2 separate regions of the Sus scrofa genome follow, and region 1 is linked to region 2. A link is a contact called in public Hi-C data. All regions are on one chromosome and are shown on one strand. The core of a region is the stretch at or near the end of the contact, and the rest is flanking DNA. Distances in the headings are between cores, read along the strand shown. Region 1 overlaps SESN1 (sestrin-1). Region 2 overlaps ARMC2 (armadillo repeat-containing protein 2).

Region 1 (7,262 bases), core at 1,104-3,603, 83 kb after region 2:
AAATGCTGTTTTACATTTAGTACACAGAGTGGGAAGCAGGGAATTTCTTAGGATCACACAGGAATAATAAGGGCAGAAGAGTCATGGGGAAGATGGAGAAAAAAGTGAAAGGTCAAGAAGCTGTGAGAGGGAAGTGGGCAGGCCTCTCCAACAGAACCTTGGTGGGTGCCAATCAGTGATTGGAGGAGGGCATCTATTGGCCAGGATGGGGTGAGGTTCTTTTATCAGGAGACTGGTTGCAAGGATGGGGAGAGGGACAGAGCCTGGGCTCAAAGTATCACTTGCTGGACCACACCCTCTGTTGGCATTAACTAGGTTTCTGAGAATATAAATTAAATCACAACTTGGGAGTTCCTGTCATGGCTCAGTAGTTAACAAATCCGACTAGGAACCAAGAGGTTTGATCCCTGGCCTTGCTCAGTGGGTTAAGGATTCGGCATTGCCGTGAGCTATGGTGTAGGTTGCAGACGCAGCTCGGATCTGGCATTGCTGTGGCTCTGGTGTAGGCCACCAGCTACAGCTCCAATTAGACCCCTAGCCTGGGAACCTCCATATGCCATGGGAGTGGCCCTAGAAAAGGCAATAAATAAATAAATAAATAAATAAATAAATAAATAAAATCACAACTCTTCACAGTAAACAGGGAGATGTGCTCTTCCTTGCACCTAGCTTCAAAAGTTGAGTTGTTGTGGCAGGCTGCTTTAAAATGGTTCCCAATGATTGCTGCCCTGCCTCCTGGTGTTCATTCCATTGTTTTTATATGCTCCCCTTGGGTATGGGCCGGATCTTGTGTGTTGCTTCCAATGAACAGATTAAGGCAAAAAATGATGGCAATGTCCTTTCCAAGATTAGGTTATAAAAGACTGTGGCTTCTGGGAGTTTCCATCATGGTGCAGTGGAAATTAATCCAACTAGTATCCATGAGGATTTGGATTTGATCCCTAGCCTCATTCAGTGGCACTGCTGAGAGCAGTGGTATAGGTCACACACAGGGCTTGGATTTGGAGTTGCTGTGCTGTGGTAGGAACAGCAGCTGTAGCTCTGATTTGACCCCTACCCTGGGAACTTCCACATGCTGCACCTGCAGCCCTAAAAAGCAAAACAAAAACAAAAACAAAAACCCCCCAAAAAAGACTGCGGCTTCTGTCTTGCTGGCACTCTTTGCTAGTACCTGGCTCTGGTTCTTCTCAGGTACTTTCTCTGAAACGCAGGTGGAGGGACCTGCATGGCAAGGAACAGAGCGAGCTGCCAGTGAGCTAGCAGCAAGGAATTGAGGCTCTCAATTCAACAGCTCTCAAGGAATTGAATCCTTCCAACAACTATGTGAGCTTGAAAATGTGTTCCTTGCCATTTGAGCCTCAGATGAGACCACAGCCCTGGTCAAGACATTAACTAACTGCAGCTTCATGGGAGACCCTGAAGCAGGGATCCTATCTCAACTATAACCAGATTTCTGACCCACAGCAATTGAGACAATGTGTATGGTTTTAAGTCACCAAATTTGTTATGAAGGAATAATTCAGTTGTTAAACAAAGAAACACTGCTCAAGCCCACCTGAGAGACAATACCCTGAGAGTCTCTGTCACTGGCTTGTAGCAGCCTCCCCAGTCACCACCAAGGCCTGAACCCTGCTTGTCTTCTTGGCACAACTGGGTACTCTTTTTGTGGGTTGCTGATTACGTTCTCCTCAGTTCACCTGCTGGGTCTCTCTCTCCCACCCAAGGGCTTTTGTACTTCCAATATCTGAAATAAATAACAGAACATCTGAGCAAACTTCCTAGCTCCATGCTTCAGTGACCAGACCAGCTTGGAATTGAAGTGCATGTGTGGTTTCTAAGATAAACCACCTATCCTGACTATATATTATTAATTTATTAATTTTATTGCTTTTTGGAGTTTCTGTTTCCTATTTACCAACTGGTATGAAAATAGTATTTAAAAAAGTACTGCTGTGCCAGTGCATACTGATTGAACATCAGTTTATGCTATAAGGTTAACTCATCAGACAATATTCAAGATTTGAGTTCTATTTCCTTCCAATGAGTTTTTTAAATATAACGAATGCAATTTTTACAACTACTTTTAGCCAGCTCAAACATTAAATTATGATGGCATTACCACATGGAAACAGCCAAGCTAGTGTTTTATTCATAATAAAGTGAGAGAGGGCTCAGACAAAAGTTATAGTTACATGTTCACACACGCACTGACAGACAGCAAAAGGAAAATAAAAGGGGGCCAGAGAAAGGAAACAAAAATGAGGCCAAACTTAGTCTGCAGGGAAGAACAACAGAGCATTAGTTACAGCCAGTCATAAGAGGTTTGGTTTGGGCATGCTGAGGATAGAAGCAGTGTGTACTTGTGTAAACAGATAAGCTGAGAAGAAAAGTTAATTATTACATTAAAATTTATTTGCTCCACTAAGCTGTCTTTATTATCCCAACCCACTCAGATCTTTCCTTGCTCTGAATTACTGTAACACTGTGAATGTTATATAATTTTCCCACATTGATTTTAAGTCATATTCCAATATAAAAGTAACATGTGCTCACGAATAAAAACACAAAGACTATAGGAAAACAGATTAGTGGTTAAGAACATGGAGTCAGACATGCCTCCTGACTCTCCATATTCAGTACTTGAATTAAGTTACCTAATAGTTCTGTTTCTTCATCTATAAAAAGTAAAATTCAAGTCACAGAACTGTTGTATGTGTAAAACTAGACATTGCAGGGAAATGGGCCTTCAAAGGAAGTACAGAGAAAGTTTGTATACATTATTTCAGAATGTGAATGTAAACCTTAAGTGGAAAAACACAAGAGAATAACAGGAATTGAGTCTTGCAGATATGGTGTGACCCTGGGAGTGTCAGTAGCAATTGCACCACCTTTAGGAGCACTGGGGGCCAGGGAAAGCAGCACCCAAGCAGGCTGCAAGTGCTTCTTCTCAAAGAAAGAGCCCAGATTTGGAGAAGGTCCTGTTTCCTTAGCTAAAAAAATCAAGAAACTTAATCCAGTCTCAAAGTGAGGGGGTGCATTCATATTTGTGTATTTGTTTTGGGAAGATATCTTCCTCAAAACCTGTAACCCACCTGAAATCTGACAAATGTTATATGTAAGATGCTTATAACTAAGCATAGCATACAGTAAACACTCAATAAAATTATGTTTGTTAATAATTATTATTATAAAAAGAAATATAAAATCTCTAATAATCTAATCTAACTCTTCTGGTACATGCAGATTTCCTGACATTTCCCTCTCTCTATAAAAATATATATATTTGGCCTACTATTTTAAAAGTTGCTTTTCCACTTAAATATATAATTTCTTCTTTTATGTATTTTAAAATAATTTTCAATAACTGTGTTATAGTCCTTTATACAGATGTACTATAATTTAACAATAATTTAATAACTGGATATTTAGATTATCAACTTATATATAAAGATATGTAAAGATAACACATTTACATCATAAATAACACTTACAGGGATTATCATCATACATCAATCTTTTTCAGATGATTTCCTGGATGTGTAATTACTATGTAGATACACTCCCACCAAGAGAGTTCCACAGCTGTCAACATACTACCATAAAATTTAACATTTTTAGTGAAAGTCTTGATTTATTCTTAATGTTTTTCTCTAGATTATTGCAAAATTCTTAATGGTAGTGGTTGTTTTCAACTTTTTATATCTCTCACAGAATTAGAATAGTATCAGGCATAAAGAAAGATTTAAAATGAATTCTTATTTTTAAAAAGTATACCCATTTCAGCCTTAGATGGAGAGGGAGATCAGCTAGAGGTGAGGTGGAGTTCAGAAAAAAAAAAAAAATAAATAACCCTGTTATTAATTATTTTAAGAAAGCAGAAAGAGCCATAATATAGTTTCATTCCAACCAATAAATGGCATTTAATATAAATTTGTAGTACTAAATGACAGAATATTTACCTCAAGGTTTTACTCTTCACATTTTACTATACAACTACTTCCAAGTTCAAATCAGGAACCAATGAAGACCAGCATAAACTGGAATTAAACACCTCTTAATCTGAACAATAACCACTAAAGATTTATTTACAATAATACAGTGCACTAAAGGGAATAAAAAATAATAAAAACAAAATCAAGAAAAAATATGCATTGCTTGGTGAAAAAGCAAAATACAAGTCTAGCTTGGAGACAGACTTTTGTTTTGAAAATTACTTTTATATGTTAAAATGAAAAAAAGCAGGAAAAGGGCTTGTCAAACACTCATACCGCAATACTCACTACAGACCCAATCATGTGAGATTTGCTTAAATCTCTAGCATCTAAGGTAGATGAACTAAATGTTTAAGGTGGCATTTAGGGAAAAAAAGTATATGTAATCATTTGTTGGTAGTTGTCACTAATTAAGGAAGTGTAACAGATTTTCCATCTTCTTTTACCAGGTTTGTTGCCATAATCAATTTTTTCTTCATGCTATACTAGATTTTTAGTGCACATGCCATAGACAATGAAACTCTGACCTAACAAATGGAATGCAAAAGTATACAAAATGGCACTACTATGAGTGTGAAAATATTTTGTGCTTAATAGTATAGTTATAATGGGATTTACAATTAGAAAACATCAGTGAAATCTAATTTTGTAACATATAAGTAACAAAATTAAGACTCTAAACAATTAAGTACACAGTTCAAATTGGGTACTTCCTTAAAATCATTTTATAACTTTAGTTCATAATTTAAAAAATCAAGATTAAAATACTCCAATTTGATCAGATAAAGTTGAATTATGGAAAGGACAAGAGAAGAGTGCCTTTTACACTATTTAAGCATAATCTTTTATGATTCTAGTGATAATTTTCCATAATAAATAAGAATCCAAAGGCTTTAAAGTGTGCACATACAAATGGCAAAATGATTTCTCTGTGCGATCAAAGTAATGATATAACCTAGGCTTGATTTCATAAGAAGACAACTGAGGCCACTTTCCTTTTTAGCTGTAAACAACTTGCTGTATGACATGTAATGCAATACCATATTTTGGGAAATTTCAAGCATTTATAATCCACGGGAAAAACACTCAACACTCCTACACTATTTTTTTTTAAGCCCACAATAGTGCAGTCTTTCAGCTACAAAGCCAGAAGCCAGTTATAAAACCAGTACTTTTCCACTAGAGTTACTTATGGGGCGGGGAAGGGGATGTTCAGCACTGCAAACGTTAGGGTCTAAAATAAGATCATTGCAAGGAGTTACTACAACACTTGCACTGCCAGCACTGTCATGGCAACAATGAACTAGCTAGGAGAATGCTCTTTTAACATTCAAAGCTAATCTTGAGTCTATTACTCATGGAAATATACCAAATTTTCTTTTAGGCAGTTCACTAAAAAAACCATTTTACTTGGTAATCTCTTAATGTAAAGATAAGCCTTTTATATACCCTATTTCCAAGATCGCAGTCTAGCACCTTCTTGCAAGAGGTGAAGTTTATAATGACAACATACTGAAAATTATGTTCTACAGTGAAACACAAAGATTCAGCAAGGTTCAAATGCAATTTCAAGATGGGTCAGGGTTTAAATAAGAATTTGATACGCAATTTAATAAGATCTAAGAATGTGGTTTCTCCCAGAAACCAAAGTTTTACATTTCATCCTGAAGGAAAAATAATTTTGGAAGAGAAAGCAATATATATTTTCACTATTAGGAGCCATATATTAAATTTTTATTCAGATAATGCAGGATAATGCTGAAAAGCATGGACTGGACTTGGAGTCCCACGGCCTGGGTTTGAAATCTGGCTCCTCCTCTCACTAAGCTGTGATACCTGGGACAAGTTATTTAACCTATCCCAGCCTTGATTTTTTTTTTTTCCTGTTGCATAAAATGGGGATAATAATACCTACTCTTTAGTGAAGACTGAATGAAAAGGGTTAAGGATATATGAAAAGGGTTAAGAACCAGGTTTTGCATATGGAATACCTATTCTTACTACACTCAAAACTATACATTCTACAAAACTAGATTAAGAGACTGCTGAAGATGACTGAACTCTGTCCAATGTGCCACAGATCATAGGAGGGGCAGCCATGGGAGCTCAGGAGGAGGGCCAGAGACACTTGCTACACCCAATGAAGTAAATTCAAGAAATCAAACATGGTACAAAATCTCTTGAAGCCCTGTTACTTCTAGGGTATTTGGGGGCAATGTAATCTTTCCTTAGTTACTTTGTTCTTAAAATCATATCAAGCTGTCTAGGCCAGGCCACTCATCTGGCAAGAGTGAAAGGACTGCTGGGGATTTTCTGCTTAATACATCAGGCTCCCATTGGGGGAAGCAGAGTAGGAACACTGACAGTGCAGCTCTAATCTCTTTAGTAGACCTTTAATGCAGACAGCCTCCGCAGCAGATAACTTGCCTGAAACATCAGACATGCAGTGACTAGGCACAGAAGATTTAGTTGCTTACTGACAGCACTGGCTTACAAGCCATCATTTTCTTTCCTCTATTTTATATCCTTGAAGATGCATTTGAAAGTCAAATGTTCCTAAGTGGAATACTAGACTAGCATGGTACTGGGGGAAGAACTGGTTCTCAGAGTGCTGAAACAATATTTATAAAACCCTTATTTTGGTTCCCAGTGGTGCTATTTCCTATAGGGTGCTATTCCCTAAGGCCAAAGTCCTGGAAAGTAGGTGAAAACTTTCCCAGTTGCCCAGATACTCAGGGTACCTTAAAGGGCATATGGTGTCAGAGGGCTCAACTTCTTATTTCCTTTCCCTCAATCTCACTGTGAGGGCACAACAAGAAATACTAACGGTTAACATTCACTTCGTGCTTAAGTGAACTGCAGTAAGTATTGCACATGTTACTTCATTTAATCCTCACAATTCTGTAAGGGAACTGAGGTTTAGGAGGTTATATAGCTTGCCCAAGGCCATAAAGTTTGGCAGAGCAGGACTTAGAACTAGGTCTGACTAACTCTAAAGCCCATGGTCTTGGCCATTCTCCTCTACTGCTGTCCCGGTATCAAAGCACAGGCCTTGGCAATGGACCTCTGTATACACACTTGACCACCTGGATGACACATGCAGCTGCCTGCCTGCAACCCCTCCCTGCTGGTGCCACGGTGACACACTAGAATGATGTTGAACTCTGAGTAACTAGATGCTACAGTTCTGCCATCACCTATGGCTCAAATTTCTGAGGCAGTAGTTGGTTAGAAGCATGCTTTGATAAAGTTGGACATTAGCATTAATCA
Region 2 (6,781 bases), core at 222-2,721:
AGTTAGCATATAAGTGTTTATTCCTTTGTTTTAAGTATTAACCATCTCTTTAAAAGATTAATAAAGCAGGCAGAAATAAATTTTCACTGAATGTTTACAAACCATTATTCCAATGTAGTGCCGATAATGCAGGGGTAATGGGCCATCCATTTGCAGTAGATAGTGTTGAGTTTTTAAAAAACTTTCTAAATATTGTGGGTGAAAAACCATCACTAAGGTAATATTATCCAGACGACCCAAAGCAGCAAAAGAATCTGCAAATAAAGTATGCATCTGTGCGTCTTCACTCCCCACTTGGAGAATCTGTATAAGAGAGGAAAGCCATGGTTACAGAGATTGTAAATTGGTGTTAGAAGAAAGAAAGTATGCATGCACTGCATTCTAAGTGTCATTTAGAGGCAGATTAGCGCTCTTTGATAACTCAGCTGGTAGAGCAGAGGACTGTAGAAGCAGATTAAAATTGGCTTAAGAGGAGTTTCCACTTTGGCACAGTGGGATAAGACTCTGACTGCAGCTGCTCAGGTCTCTGTGGAGGTGTGGGTTGGACACCCAGCCCAGTTCAGTAGGTTAAAGGATCTGGAGTTGCTGCAACTGCAAGGCAGTTCTCAGATACAGCTCAGATTCAATTCCCTGGCCAGGGATCTTCCATATTATATGGGTGTGGCCATAAAAAAATAAAATGAGCTTAAGAAAAAGAAGTTAGGGGTTCTCTTATGGCTTAGTGGGTTATGGATCTGGCATCACTGCAGCAGCTCAGATTGCTGCTGTGGCCTGGGTTCAATCCCTGCCCAGGAACTTCCATGAACTCTAGGTATGGTCAGGAAAGGGGAAAAAAAGGAAGATTATAATTCTACAAATTTAACTCAACTAGTAGCAAGACAGAAGAATAAACAGTCGCATATCTTGTAGTAGGGGAGAAACAACAAATGTCAAACATTAAAGGTCATCTAGATAAGCTGTTTGCAGGCTTGGCCAGAATCCAGATAAAGAAGCAAGATTTAGATGATCAAACTTGCAGAGCCTGCAAACAGACACTAATGCCTCTCCTTTAAACAACACCTACTCTCCCTTAATTTAAGGAGAACCAAAATTAACTAACAGCAAACAATTCTTGTGAAAACAAAGCATAGGAGCATTACATATTTAGTATTAAAGATCCAATCTAGCACTGATACCAAGTTTGCCAAGACCAAGTAACTCAGCTTATGGGCACACCTCAACAACATCTGAATATAAGCAGGTGGCACATCACTGGTCAAAAACAAGTCTTGCCTTTCCTCGATTAAATCTGGGTGTTAGAAAAGCATCACAAAATAGTAGAAATCAACATGACTATAACAGCTTTCTAATCTCACTGATTCACTGCCAAAGCATGATGATTAACTGTGATCAGCTCTGTTGCATATTGTTGACCAGCAGCTGTTCAGATGCCAAGAAGTGGGTCATGAAAGCTCTTCCTTAAAAGCATACAGTTCACTATGTACTTTTACAAACAACATACCTCCTTTTCTGGGATGAATCTACTTGGTCCGTGTCCTAGTGGTCGAGGAATTCTAATTCCAAGTTCCTAGAAAAGAAAATTACACCATCTCAGGCCTCCAGCAGTAAACAACATGAATTGAGGCTACAGGAATGGAAGGGAAAAACAGCCAGTTGAACAGAGACAGGCTTGTTTCGGTGGTTTGTTTTCAGGGCCATATATACATACCAATTCCTCTGTTTGCATCACATAGCTGACAACAGTTTATGACTCTGACTAAAAACAATAAAACCTGTTTCACTAAAACCAGAGTTTTGCATAAAGTACTTGGCAGAAAGTCTAGAACAGAAAGTTCAGCACACAGCAGCCAACTCTGTGGATTGTCAGTGATACAAAATAAGACCAATGTGTTTGTACATCCAAAACCCAACCAACCAAAATATCAATCCCTGTTCATCTTGTCAGGAAATGAAAAAACAGTATTCTCTACCTAGATGTCTTAAAGTGAAAGAAGTATAATTATTATTACATCTATAATAACACTTCAAAAGAACAGAAATTTTATGAAAAATTAAACTTCTCTAAATCCACAAAAGTACGTAGGACATAATTTCTATGAGAAATTAATTTTGAGTTTTCCTTAAATTTTTAATTTATAGGATCTCATCAACTTTGCTAATATTTTAGAGGAGCTCAACTAATTAAAAAATAAGGTTTTCTGCCTTTTGACATAGTGAACCTAGAATTCTATACTTTATGTGACAGTGTAGTGTGGTTAACAAAAACTGACAATCTAATCTTAAAGCTTCTATCTTTTCCCTCAGTAAGTGTGCTTATAGAAACAAAACCAAAATATAATTCAACTTATTTTTTTTTTTACAGGTCCATGTTCTATCAATTTAGTCTCGAAACAAACAACCCCCCGACCTTTAATAATCAAATATTAATCCTTGCTTATATATTACAAACAACTATTACTTCACCCTCTCTCTACTGCTTCCTAAAGTTCTTTGTGATATAACCAGATGCTTTCCTTTTAAAAGAAGAAAAAGATGGGGGCGGGGGGGGGGGAGGGAGGGAGAGAAGGACATGTGGCAGCAATTCAAGAAATCTGGTCCAAGTAAATGAAAACCTTTTGAGCAGAATACATTTTAAAAAATTAAGCAGGCAGGACAAAATGGAATAGAATCCTAATTAGGAGAACTCAATATTCATATTCAAAGTACACTCTATTTGCCAACTAAGCCTAAATTTTTATATATGCTTCCAATAATCTTATATCAGAGGCCAGTGATTTCTTACTCTGATAACTCTACACTTATACCTAAGACAAGAATGTCTAATAACCATAGGGGAGGCACTAAATTCACTGGTTAGGCCATGTATATGTCTATCCTATAACAAATGTAAGGGAAAAAGCCCACATTCCTGCTATTTAAAACATCATTTTGGCATAAATGCAGCTGTTTATATGAAATGATGACTCCTAGCCTAACTGCTGAATTTCTGATTCAACTATATACCTATCAAACAAAATAAACTTTGAGGCTAAAAATTACTATTTATGTAATAGTAATTTCTTTAAAATTTTTTTTTCATTTACTTTACTATCTTATTTAAAATGCATTTTATCAAAACACCTATTTCATGGGCTTTTATTAATTTTATACCTAAGAGACACCATTTTGATGGCTTTAGTATATAAAAGGTGGCTTCAAATGGGGGAGAAATGGATTATGAAATAAATGATCTTGGGAGTTCCGGTCATGGCTCAGTACTAATGAGTCCAACTAGTTTCCATAAGGATGTAGGTTCAAGCTCTGGCCTCACTCAGTGGGTTAAGGATCCAGCGCTGCCATAAGCCATGGTGTAGGCCAGCAGCTACAGCTCCTGGGAATTTCCATACGCCACAGATGGGGTCCTAAAAAGCTAAAACAAACAAACAAACAAACAATGATCTTGATACAACTGGAGAGCCAGTCAGGAAAAAGTGAAACTGCAGTCCTAACTCATACTTTACTAAACGATAAATCAGACGTAAGTGAAACCCCCCCCCCCAAAAAAAAACAACAGTATAGTACCAGAAAAAAAAACACTCATGGAGTTAGGCCCAAGAATGCCACAAAACCCAGAAGTCATAAAATAATTTCAGATTGATAAATTGATGACATAAAGACTTTCATATTGGAAAATTAAACATATCACTTTGTTGTACAGCAGAAAGTATCACCCTTGTAAATTAACTATACTTCAGTAAAACTTAAAAAGTTTGATGATAGGCTGCGTTGGAGAGGAGGTAGAGAAACAGCCATTCATTGCTTATACATTTCATTTTGTTTCTTTTCTTTCCTTTTTTTTTTTTTTTTTTTGCCTTTTAGGGCCCCACAGCATATGGTAGATCCCAGGCTAGGGGTCAAATCAGAGCTACAGCTGCTGGCCTACACCACAGCCACAGATACTTAACCCAGTAAGTGAGGCCAGGGTTTGAACCCACATCCTCATGGGTACTAATCAGTTTCATTTCCACTGCACTTATACATTTCTAATGGGAGTGTTCTGAAGTGTGAGGAAAAATGATCAAGAACTATATGAGGAGTGTGGAGTTCCCCTTGTGGCTCAGCAGTAATGAAACCAACTAGTATCTATGAGGATGCAGGTCTCCTTGGGCTTGCTCAGTGGGTTAAAGGATCCAGCATTGCCGTGAGCTGTGGTGTAGGTCACAGATGCGGCTCAGAACTGGCATTGCTGTGGTTATGGTGTTGGCTGACAGCTGCAGCTCTGATTCGACCCCTAACCTTGGAACTTCCATATGCCACAGGTGTGGCCCTAAAAAGATCAAAAATTTAAATATATATATATAAGGAGTATAAATTACTGCAACCTCTAGAGAGCAATTTGAAATACCGATCGAAATTTAGGTTACATACTTTAGTCAACAATTCCATGTTTAACATTAACCTATACTCACATTTCTGAAATATGTAAAAGTATAATCATTCCAACGTTGTTTCTAATAGTACAAGATATAAAACACTAAGAGTACCCAATGTGGTACAGTGGGTTAAGAATCCAACTGCAGCAGGTGGGGTCAGTCCCCAGCTGGCACAGTGGGTTAATGGATCTAGCACTGCTGCAGCTGTGGCTCGGATTTGATCCCTGAACCAGGAATTTCCATATGCTGTGGGTGTGGCCATAAACAAACAACCTGAGTGCCCATCAGTAGAGGATTGTTTCAAAAAAGTTTAATAGGACCACAGACTAGAACAGCATGAAGTCCCTACAAGGAATGAACAGTTCAATATGGGTTGGCTTTAAAAGATCTCTAAAATATACTCTGCAGGAGAAAAAAGCAAAGTGCATAATATGTATATATTGTGTTACTATTTGTAAGGGAAGAGAAAAAAAAAAAACTTAGCAATTCCATTTCTAGGACTTTATCCTACAAATACATCAGCAGCATGTGTATAGTGTGTGTATTTTTAAAAATAAGGCCAGATTGCTAGCATATGGGCCTCAAAACAAAAGGTTGAAGTACATTATTTTGGTTTTATTTCTCTACCAAATAGATAGTTTATATATCAAACTATTACAAAACAATAGCTTTACAATGCCAAGAAAGTGGCTATCAATGTTTTAAAAATGGAATACTTTCCTAGAGGCATGCCAGGGGTCTTTCGCAATGGTCCTATATAATTTTTAAGTCTTTTAAAGTCCAACCCAACAGCTAAAATTAGTAGCCATATTGGTAAAATTACTGGCCATATTGGTATCATTGTCTTTCCTCTTCCTTACCTTCAAAGGTCAAATCTTTCCTTCGGAGTTCCTTTAGAAATACATTCTTTCAGAGTTAAAAATTATGTTTTAAAACAGGATGTTAAGAAAATGCAAACATTCTTAGGAATGGATGATAGACCCAGTATGCTAATAACCTCTTAGTGTTAAGATCACATTTATCCCTTGATGAGATAATAGTCTGACAAGAAAGCTAGGGACAAAAGAATAGAAAAACTGAAGAAATGAAAGGAATGGAAATAAGTCTCTGACATTCAGGACTCCACTTTCATTATTTTACCTAAGACTAGTTCTAGGTAAAATGGAATTTTACCCAGTTCACACTTGGACTACCCAGGTCAACTTCCTACTAAGCTGAAGAGGTTGTGAGGTGCTTATTCCATTCCCTAAAAGTAGAAAGGGAAACAGAAGGGGGAGGAAGGGGTGGGATACTAAAAGATTTTTAAAAATCAAGTCTTTCCCAAACAGAAGGGGTTGATCAATATGGACATAATGGGGAGTTCCCTTCATGGCTCAGCGGTGATGAACTTGAATAGTATCCATGAGGATGCGGGGTTCGATCCCTGGCCTTTCTCAGTGGGTTAAGGATCCAGTATTGCTATGGCTATGGCATAGGCCAGTAGCTCCATCTCAGATTCAACCCCTAACCTGGGAACTTCCATATGCCATGGGTACAGTCCTAAAAAGAAAAAAAAAAAAAAAAAAAAAAGATGGATATGATGGGAAATACAGTTGCTGCTGTTCTAGATGTGTGTTTTAGATTCGCATCAACTTATTCTTCTACATTTTAGAGGCGAGGCTCAAAAATTGTCTTTTGTTTTTTCTTAGTTAATAGACTAAATAAATAAGAAGGATACAAAAACATGACATGATTTTTTTTCTGCTTAATCTTATCCCTAAGGGAAGACAAAAAGGTTGATCTAGGGTGTTCTTAATGAGTTCTGAGATTTCATACCAATTTATCCCAATCCAGACAATGTCAGGAAGCAGATCATTGATTCTTTATAGACTCCCATTGCATACAAAATGAGCTCTATCTCCTGGGAAAAGTAAACAGGTGACAATTTTCTTGAAAACAGCCAGGATGTCTGGTTCTAGAGCTGATGTCTTTAATTAATTATTCTTTTGAGCCTCTTTAAGAGTTTTTTGGTTGTTTTTTGTTTTTTAATAACCTAAAGGCGTTTTTAGATGATAGATGCTATTGTGATTATATAATACCATTCTTGGTTTCTAAAGGGTTAACCCTTTAGAATTTCAATTTTCTGGAAAACTCATTTTTGAAACACTGCTTTTCCTAGTCACATGACAAATTAGTTGTTATCCTATTTTCTAACAGACGTTGATTTTAAAAAGAAAAAGGCACTACAAGTCTTTAATGGTGTGTTGGTAACCAAAAGTGCATTTTGTAACTTCCTAAAGGTTACTTCAATTATGCTTTCATATGAAGCTGTAAAAAATTGAGTTATAGACTTTGAACAAATTTTGGCCAATCTAGATTCAAGGAAGCAG

The links. A called contact is a pair of places that touch in the nucleus more often than the background predicts.
Region 1: a Hi-C map of liver shows a contact between it and region 2, with 4 times the contacts expected there. The contact joins two enhancer-like sites. A contact is called at or near these places in 1 of 5 promoter capture datasets (liver), 14 of 47 Hi-C or Micro-C datasets (adipocytes, alveolar macrophages, brain and 9 more) and 1 of 2 datasets of contacts at active chromatin or transcription factors (skeletal muscle).

Annotation. Positions count from the first base shown.
Region 1 is chr1:75,151,733-75,158,994 of Sscrofa11.1, forward strand. All of the region lies in intron 1 of SESN1 (sestrin-1), which reads right to left. It overlaps LOC106508918 (a long non-coding RNA gene), which reads right to left. Exons shown (of 2, transcript XR_001306055.2): 1 at 1,556-7,262. Among named protein-coding and RNA genes, the nearest start is that of SESN1, 15 kb to the right of the region's middle. Within about 2 kb of position 2,354, at least 15 of the 83 cell types and tissues checked have an H3K27ac peak or open chromatin away from gene starts, as enhancers often do. A contact at or near this core is called in liver, where this site is marked.
Region 2 is chr1:75,069,215-75,075,995 of Sscrofa11.1, forward strand. All of the region lies in intron 18 of ARMC2 (armadillo repeat-containing protein 2), which reads left to right. It overlaps SESN1 (sestrin-1), which reads right to left. Exons shown (of 10, transcript XM_021090855.1): 2 at 1,502-1,567; 3 at 103-303. Among named protein-coding and RNA genes, the nearest start is that of SESN1, 98 kb to the right of the region's middle. Within about 2 kb of position 1,472, at least 20 of the 83 cell types and tissues checked have an H3K27ac peak or open chromatin away from gene starts, as enhancers often do. A contact at or near this core is called in liver, where this site is marked.